2 separate regions of the Sus scrofa genome follow, and region 2 is linked to region 1. The links are chromatin contacts, called in public Hi-C maps. All regions are on one chromosome and are shown on one strand. The core of a region is the stretch at or near the end of the contact, and the rest is flanking DNA. Distances in the headings are between cores, read along the strand shown.

Region 1 (3,906 bases), core at 733-3,232:
ACAATAAAAGTAGCCAAAGAGTTCCCGTTGTGGCTCAGTGGTAAACGAATCCGACTAGGATCCACGAGGAAGCGGGTTGAATCCCTGGCCTCACTCAGTGGGTTAAGGATCCGGTGTTGCTGTGAGCGGTGGTGTAGGTTGCAGACGTGGCTCAGATCTTGCATTGCTGTGGCTGTGGTGTAGGCTGGCAGCTACAGCTCCAATTCGAACCCTAGCCTGGGAACCTCCATATGCAAAACCTTGACCCCTGACTCAATCTTGGGAAGCCATGGTCAAGCCCTGGGGATTTCTGCTCCTGGTTCTGCCCTAATGGGCCCCCTCCCTGGCTGGACTTGGCAGTGGCTGCGTGGCCAGCCCCGCATCTTCCCGAAGCCAGTTCCCGTCCCAGCACACAGAGGCACAAGCTGGGCTCCACGCCGCTTTCCAGGATCAGTCTGAGGGCTTAGGTTTGGGGTGTTTCATTTTCTTCTGTCTTTACCCCCATGTATACCCCATTGGCTCTGCCTGAAAAACACCCTCCCTCCCACCTCCCTGAGTCAGCTCTCAGCATCTGAGCACTACTAGCCAGCCTTGTTCAGGTGAGGAAACTGCAGCTGAGCAAGGCTACATACAGAGGGACAGAGGGATGCGTTTCTATCCATATTTCAACATTCACTTGGGTACCACCTTCCTGGGACTCCCCCGTTCCTGAGCGCCCCTGCCCTCGCCCTGGCCAGTGCCCCCCTCCCCCGGGGACAGGACGAGCAGACCTCTAGCCTAGAGCCCCTGCCCCCTGGAGTGAGTTCTGTTGAGCTTGTTACTTCAGCCCCGGAGCACTGATGTGTGCCCTTCTCCTGTGTCACTGGCCCCGTGAGAGCAGGTGGGCGGGCCCAGGTCTGAGTCACTGCCCAGCTCTGAGCCCGGCAAGCTGGCCGTGCAGGTAACCCTTTGCTGCCTGGGGAAGCTGACCAGAGGAAGGCCGGTCTGGGCCCTCGTCCCACTTTCCGGCCACGTCTCCCCCCTGCACCCCATCCCTGCATTTCTCCCTGTCCAGCTCTTTTCCCAGGAAGAGAGTGGCAAGCCCCTGCCCTGCTCTCAGGATGGGCCTTGCTGATGGGAGGTAGAATCTGTGCCGGGCTGAACATGCGACAGGGGTGGTGCTGGTCCCCCCAGGAGCTCCTCTGGCTTGAGTGGGCCCAGCGTGCACCTGAAGACAGGGAGCCCTGGCTCAGCACCCTGGGTCACTTCTCGGTGGCCACTTCAGTTTGTGCGTCCACTTGGGGGGGAGGGGACTCAGCCATCAGCCCGATGCCATGTTTATTTAAGGGGCACCGAGTTAAAAATAGCCTGAGTGCCCCAAGAGCAGGCAGCAGGCTCGGTGACCTCTGGCTCAGACAGAGAGAGGGATTCCAGGAGCTCTGAGACCTGTCCTCACCTCCGAGCCCTCTGTCGGCTCCCCCTCCCGCAGATAGACTTGTGCCTCTGTCAAGTGTCACACACACCCCAGCGTGGCGGGATGGCACCAGCGACATGTTTCGTGCGCTTCACAGACTGCAGGGTTTTGCGGCAGAGAAGCCTGAACTTTAGACCTGGCAGGGACCCCAAGGGGGGATTACTCTACAACTGCCCCATCAACACCCCCCATTTTGTGGCAGTTGGGGGGGTGGGGTGGCTGGAGTTCGCAGCGTAACGACGGGCTCAAGGTCGTGCAGAGCAAGACGACAGTCCGGGACTCTTGGCTCCCAATTCGGGACGCTGTCCGCCGCGTTACATCACGCCCATCATGTTTTATTACACAACGTTCAAATGTATTTTGTTCTTTCGTCTTACGTTATGTAATGCCAGGTAGGCAGGAATGGGGGTGGGGAGGGGCGTGGGGAAGTCCTTGGATGGAGGAGGTGACAAAAAGGCCATTAAGACGAAAGTACAGCAGTGAGCCTTTATCTTCCCCCACCCAGATCAGGCCCTGGCTCCCCACCTGAGTCCGCTCCCCTCCGTCAGGTGTAGTGGGTGCGGCTCAGCACCCAGTGCCCTAATTAGCACCTGTTGACAGTTTCTGGTTTGTGTGTTATCACCTTGGGTCCTCTTATCTTTATCAGAGCCAAAGGTTGATTGGAGCATTCTGGCTCAAGCTCAAAGCAACTTCACTCTGATTCCACGAAGCATTTATAACCGCTGTGAATAACAGCCCTCTTTCCTCAAGATAGCAGCCGGACCTGTCCGAGAGATGCCCTGTGGAGTCTTTGGGGGGGGTTGTTTGTTTGTTTTGCTTTTTAGGGCCGCAGCCACGGCACATGGAGGTTCCCAAGCTAGGGATCGAATCAGAGTTGTAGCTGCCAGCCTATGCCACAGCCACAGCAACGAAGGATCTAAGCCTCATCTGTGACCCACACCACAGCTCACAGCAACGCCGGATCCTTAACCCACTGAGCGAGGCCAGGGATCGAACCTACCACCTCATGGTTCCTAGTTGGTTTCATTTCTGCTGCACAACAACGGGAACTCATGGAGTCTTTGGTTTGATCCCCACCATGTCCACCGAGACGGGAGTGCAGAGCCCTCCCCACAGCTGGGAGAGGACGTGATGCCAGTCCTGACCCCCAGTCTCGGGCACCCCACAGTGATGCCCCAGGCACCGGAACCTGCCAGAACCCCCTACCAGGGGCTACAGCCCCTGCTCCTCCAGCCTGTCTGCCAGGACAAAGTTCCTGGGCCTTATCAGCCCAAGAGGTAGAATATTAATCTGGCCATCTCTGCCCCAGCCCTGCCCCCTTACAGCCAGCCTCCCCACTACAGGTGGGCAGGGTGTGTACCCACAAGGACAGGGTAAGAAGGCTGTGGGAAGGGACCTACATGTGGCCCACAGCCATGTGAGAGAAATGGCTTCTTGGTGTCTTCCTGGTATTAACCTCAAGGCCAGGCCCTCAGGTCCCTCCCAGCTCCCTCTGTCCTGGGGGAGATGTTTTCTCTGAGGAGTGACCCAAACCTTTCCTGACACCTGACGTTCCCACCTGGACCCCCTGGGTCTGGTGCTGCCAGAGAGGCCCAGGGTCCTACTCCCAGCTCTGCCACTGGGCGTGTCGCTGTGCATCAGACCTCAACTGCCTCACCTGTAAAATGGGAATCTTTGACTTGCCCTAGAATACCCACCTTCCCACTGAGACTTGGTACCTAAGGCTGGGTGACCACCCCACCCCCATGCCTAGACCCACCTGGAACAGGATCCAGGACCCTGGAGGTAGCTCTTTTGTGTCTTGAACCTCACTGAGTCCCATTTTCGGCCACCCAAACCCCTTTAGCTCCTGAACCAAGGCTCCAGGGACCACCTTTTGAGGATGTCCCCAGAGATCTCAGACAGGGATTGGTCCCTGCCAGCAGCCGTGTGTGTGTGTGTGTGTGTGTGTGTGTGTGTGTGTGTGTGTGTGTTGGTCCCTGCCAGCAGCCGTGTGTGTGTGTGTGTGTGTGTGTGTGTGTGTGTGTGTTGGTCCCTGCCAGCAGCCGTGTGTGTGTGTGTGTGTGTGTGTGTGTGTGTGTGTGTGTACACCCACCCTCCTGACGCATTGTCTGGAGGGGGCATTGTCCGGAGGGCCGGGCGGTTGCCTTTATGGCAAGGCATAAAAGGTAATCATTGACCGCATCAATGCCGCCCTGCGTGTCAGTGCCCGCCCAGCCTCGACCCTGCCAGGCCCTGGATTACTTTACAGTCACATAAAAGAAGCCTCCAGACTGGCCCCTTGGGGACTTTGGCCCCCAAGCGGGGAACGGGAGGGAGCCGTTCCCTGGAGACAGGCTTTTCTTATAATATTTACTGAACAGAAAGAGCTCCTTCCTTTTATCAAACACCACTGGGACTGTCTCAGCCCGGCCTGCCCAAGCCCCAGAGTCCCCATCAATAGGGGCCACCCTTCTCCCCTCCTTCCTCCACCT
Region 2 (3,990 bases), core at 1,002-3,501, 250 kb before region 1:
CCTCTGGACTTTCACAGCAGCCTCTGAGGAAGGAAGGGGCAAGGGTGAGGGCACCAGATAAGGGTGGGGACCATGATTCTGGGAGGCTCGAAGAAGAGTGGGGAGACCTGTACTGGCCAGGACATGGTGCCGGAGGTTGGAGACTGGACAAGGTCCAGTCAGGAGGCTAAGTTGGAGGGCCTGGGATAGGTGGGGCTGGAGGGAGGCCAGACTGAGATAGGGGCCAGAAGATGAATGAGGAGCGGATAGTTCTGCTCCCAGGTGTTCGAACTCAAAGCATCCCTCCACCTGGGGCTGAAACACTGGCCAAGACCGAGGGGGTGGGCTCCGGTCTTGTCCCAAGTCCTAAATGGGGTCTAGGTGGGCAGATCTGGGATATCGAGCTCGTTTTCCCCTTGCTGTCTTGCTCCTCTGAGGCAAGTGAATTAGGGGAATGTCTGTTGATGAAGCAAACAAATCCCGGAATGTCAGTGGCTGAGCACAGCAGACGAATTCTTACTCATAACAGTTCAAGGTGGATGTTCCTGGCCAGCAGGAGGCCTCTGTGTGGTGATTCAGGGATCCAGGCTCCTTGCATCACGGCTCCACCTCGGAGTCCCCTGCATCCAGCAGGCAGACAGGGAAGAGGTGGAAAAGGTAACTCTCCTAAGCACTTTGACATGGATGCAACAGCTCACATTCCTGCAGTGAGGACCAGTCGCATGGTCCCAGGTGCAAGAGGGGCCGGGAGGCGATGACTTTGCCCATGGAAGGAGAGGGTTGGCTGGAGGGCAGGGATGACTTATCATCCGACCCAGGCCTTGGGCCCCCAACCAGGGCTTCTTATACACCCGGGGGCCCCTGGGGCGTATGTGAAACAAGGTTGGCTGGGCTGCAAGTTGGCCCCGGGGAGAATGTGAAACAAGGCTGGCTGGGCTGCAAGTTGCTCATGATTATGTGGACAAGATGACCAGACATCAGGACTTTTCTCTGATGCAGAGTCTGTGTCAGGCCCCTAAAGAGGGGTCAAGGGTGAAGGCTAGAAGGGATCACATGAGCAAGTCAGCCCTTCCCTTTGAGGGCAATCAGGGAAGGCTTCCTGGTGGCTGAGGCATGAAGGAAGAAAGCCCTCTGAGGAGTTCCCGTCGTGGCGTAGTGGTTAACGAATCCGAGTAGGAACCATGAGGTTGCGGGTTTGTCCCTGCCCTTGCTCAGTGGGTTAATGATCCGGCGTTGCCCTGAGCTGTGGTGTAGGTTGCAGATGCGGCTCGGATCCCGCATTGCTGTGGCTCTGGCATAGGCCGATGGCTGCAGCTCCGATTCGACCCCTAGCCTGGGAACCTACATATGCCGCAGGTCCGGCCCTAGAAATGGCAAAAAGACAAAAAAAAAAAAAAAAAAAGAAAAAAAGAAAAAGAAAGCCCTCTGAGATTCCCAAAAGTGTTCTTGCGTGTGTGGTACTTTGTCATTTCCAAAGCCAATGAGGCAAGCAAGGCAAAGAGAGAGGCAGGGACTGTCAACTCCATTTGATAGGGAAAGAAGGAAAGGACCAGAGTGGCCAAGCTCCTGGCCCAAGGCTGCACAGGAGTTTGGGAGGAGAACACAGATGTTGGCCTCACAGCTCTTGGCTCTTTGTATAAGCTTGATGAGCGTGCTTCTCCCTTGAGGCTGGTCAGGGCTGGGTTCCCAGGTTGGGCTGGGAAACTCTCGTCCAGGGGGGCAGGTCCTCCCTGGGGACTTCTCAGGGCTGGGTGCTCAGCCTTCTCTATAGAACATGTGTTTCCTGTTTTCCTTCCCCCTCTGGCTCAGGACGGAGAACAGGGTTTTCCTGAGCGGAAGAGCCTCAAAGACCTGGCCCACTACCAGCTAGTTCTGGCTGATCCGCCTGCCTGTGGCTCTTGCTACTCAGGATGAGGAACCCCTCACCCACTCACCCAAAGATCCTAGTGGCCATTATCTCTCCTCAAACTCCTGAGACCTGGAATTTGAACCCAGGGCCTTAACTCCCAACTTGGTCTTCTTTGAAAACCCTTTGCTGCTCAGCCAAGCTCCTTGGCAAAACCTGGGACTCGGTAGCCAGGGCTAAGGGGCCAGTCTCTGGGCTCCAGGGCCTGAGTGAGGCAAGCCAGGACTTTGGCCAACCCTGAAGCCCTGGGAGGTTCCGAGCCCATCACCCCCATCATTTCCCACTTGTCCTGGGGTGGAGGCGGGAGCTGGCAGGTGACATCACCCCTCTCCAGCCTGTGTCATGTGAGGCCAGCGTGAGCTGGGGCTCGGTATGTAATTCTGCCCTGAACCACAGAGGCAGCATCTTGTCCTGCTGTCTGGCTCCTTGGGTGGGAGAGATACATGAAATGAAAGAAGAGGAAGGGCGGGGGGGCGGGGTGCATTCCAGTTCTGCAGAACCTTGGACCTTGGCTCTGGCATGAGCAGTAAAGAGGAAAGGCAGGATTTCATAGACGCAAGAACAGAATGGTGGTTGCCATTCTATTGGGGGGGGGGAATGGGGTGAGGAATTTCAATGAGTACACACTTTCAGGTATAAGAGAAGTTCTGGCGTTCCCGTTGTGGCTCAGAGGGTTAAGACTCCCTGGAGATGTGGGTTCGATCCCTGGGCTCGCTCAGTGGTTAAGGATCTGGCATTGCTGCAAGCTGTGGTGTCAGTCACAGATGCGGCTTAGATCAAGGCTGCAGCTCTGATCTGACCCCTAGTCTGGGAACTTCCATATGCTACAGGTGCCCCCCTCGCGTCCCCTGCAAAAAGGTAAGTCCTGAGGATCTATATACAGCATGGTGACTATAGTTCATACAGTAAATAGGGACTTGAATGTTGCAGAGAGTAAATCTTAAGCATTCTCACCACACACAGGAAAGAGTTACCTTATGTTATAGATGGGGTGATGGATGTGTTATTAACCTCGATGTTAATGATTATTCCACAATGTATGTGTATATCAAATCATCACATCATGCACTTTATTTTTTTATTTTTATTTTTTTTTTGTCTTTTTGTTGTTGTTATTGTTGCTATCTCTTGGTTCTTGGGCCGCTCCCGCGGCATATGGAGGTTCCCAGGCTAGGGGTTGAATCGGAGCTGTAGCCACCGGCCTACGCCAGAGCCACAGCAACGCAGGATCCGAGCCGCGTCTGCAACCTACACCACAGCTCATGGCAACGCCGGATCGTTAACCCACTGAGCAAGGACAGGGACTGAACCCGCAATCTCATGGTTCCTAGTCGGATTCGTTAACCACTGCGCCACGACGGGAACTCCACATCATGCACTTTAAATACATACACTTATGTGTCAGTTAGTCCTCAGTAATGTTAAAAGAAAAGGTGGCAGCCAGTGACCGCACCCACCCCCCCCAAGCAGGGGAGAAGGAGACCCCTGTCCTGGACTTGGGAATGGCTCTTAGGAGTCTGTGTGTTCTGTCGGATGAGCTGCTGAGTACAAGAATGTTCTGGGGAAGGGGCAGCAGAGGCGTGTTAGGGTCCTGGAGTCTGTGTAGGTGCTCCTGTGTGAGCCGGGTGCTGGGTGTGTGAGAGGGGAGTTAGGGCCCTGCCCTGGCCCGAAGCCCGGGACAGGCCTAGGACCTGGGGCAGACAATCACCTCTGCTGACCCGGCCTGGGGCTTTGAAGTCCTCCTTCCTCCTGGAGGCTCCAGGCACAGGCAGCCCAGGTTTATTAGTTACAGGTTTATCTGGGGCTAATTTAACTTGTTAAGATAATTGTGCCAGCGGCCGCAGCCCGAGGCCCCCGCCTCGGTAATTACCCTTCTCCTCACCTCTTTCATCTGCGAGGGCTGCCCGCCTTTGCACAGCCCCACTGGGCCCCTCGCTTGCTTGGGTCCTTCCAAGGCTTTGGGAGGGGCCCTGGTGGTGCTTTCACACGGTCTCATGTTTTTGGAAAAGCTTGCAAAAGTGCGTTATTTTGACCACAATCATTGAAGGCTGCTGTTTCTCTTCATCCTGACTGCCCCTCTCACATTTTCCCTCCTGTCAGGTGGG

What was found. Hi-C and Micro-C count contacts between places; a contact is called where the count stands out from the background.
Region 2: a contact with region 1 is called in a Hi-C map of heart right ventricle, with 2.1 times the contacts expected there. The contact joins two enhancer-like sites. A contact is called at or near these places in 4 of 47 Hi-C or Micro-C datasets (embryonic fibroblasts, heart right ventricle and skeletal muscle) and 1 of 2 datasets of contacts at active chromatin or transcription factors (skeletal muscle).

Annotation. Positions count from the first base shown.
Region 1 is chr3:97,256,652-97,260,557 of Sscrofa11.1, reverse strand. The region is part of intron 2 of LOC106509841 (a long non-coding RNA gene); the gene reads right to left. Among named protein-coding and RNA genes, the nearest start is that of ZFP36L2, 58 kb to the right of the region's middle. Within about 2 kb of position 1,982, at least 26 of the 83 cell types and tissues checked have an H3K27ac peak or open chromatin away from gene starts, as enhancers often do. A contact at or near this core is called in skeletal muscle, where this site is marked.
Region 2 is chr3:97,501,947-97,505,936 of Sscrofa11.1, reverse strand. All of the region lies in intron 3 of LOC106509843 (a long non-coding RNA gene), which reads left to right. Among named protein-coding and RNA genes, the nearest start is that of TRNAI-UAU, 64 kb to the left of the region's middle. Within about 2 kb of position 2,251, at least 20 of the 83 cell types and tissues checked have an H3K27ac peak or open chromatin away from gene starts, as enhancers often do. A contact at or near this core is called in skeletal muscle, where this site is marked.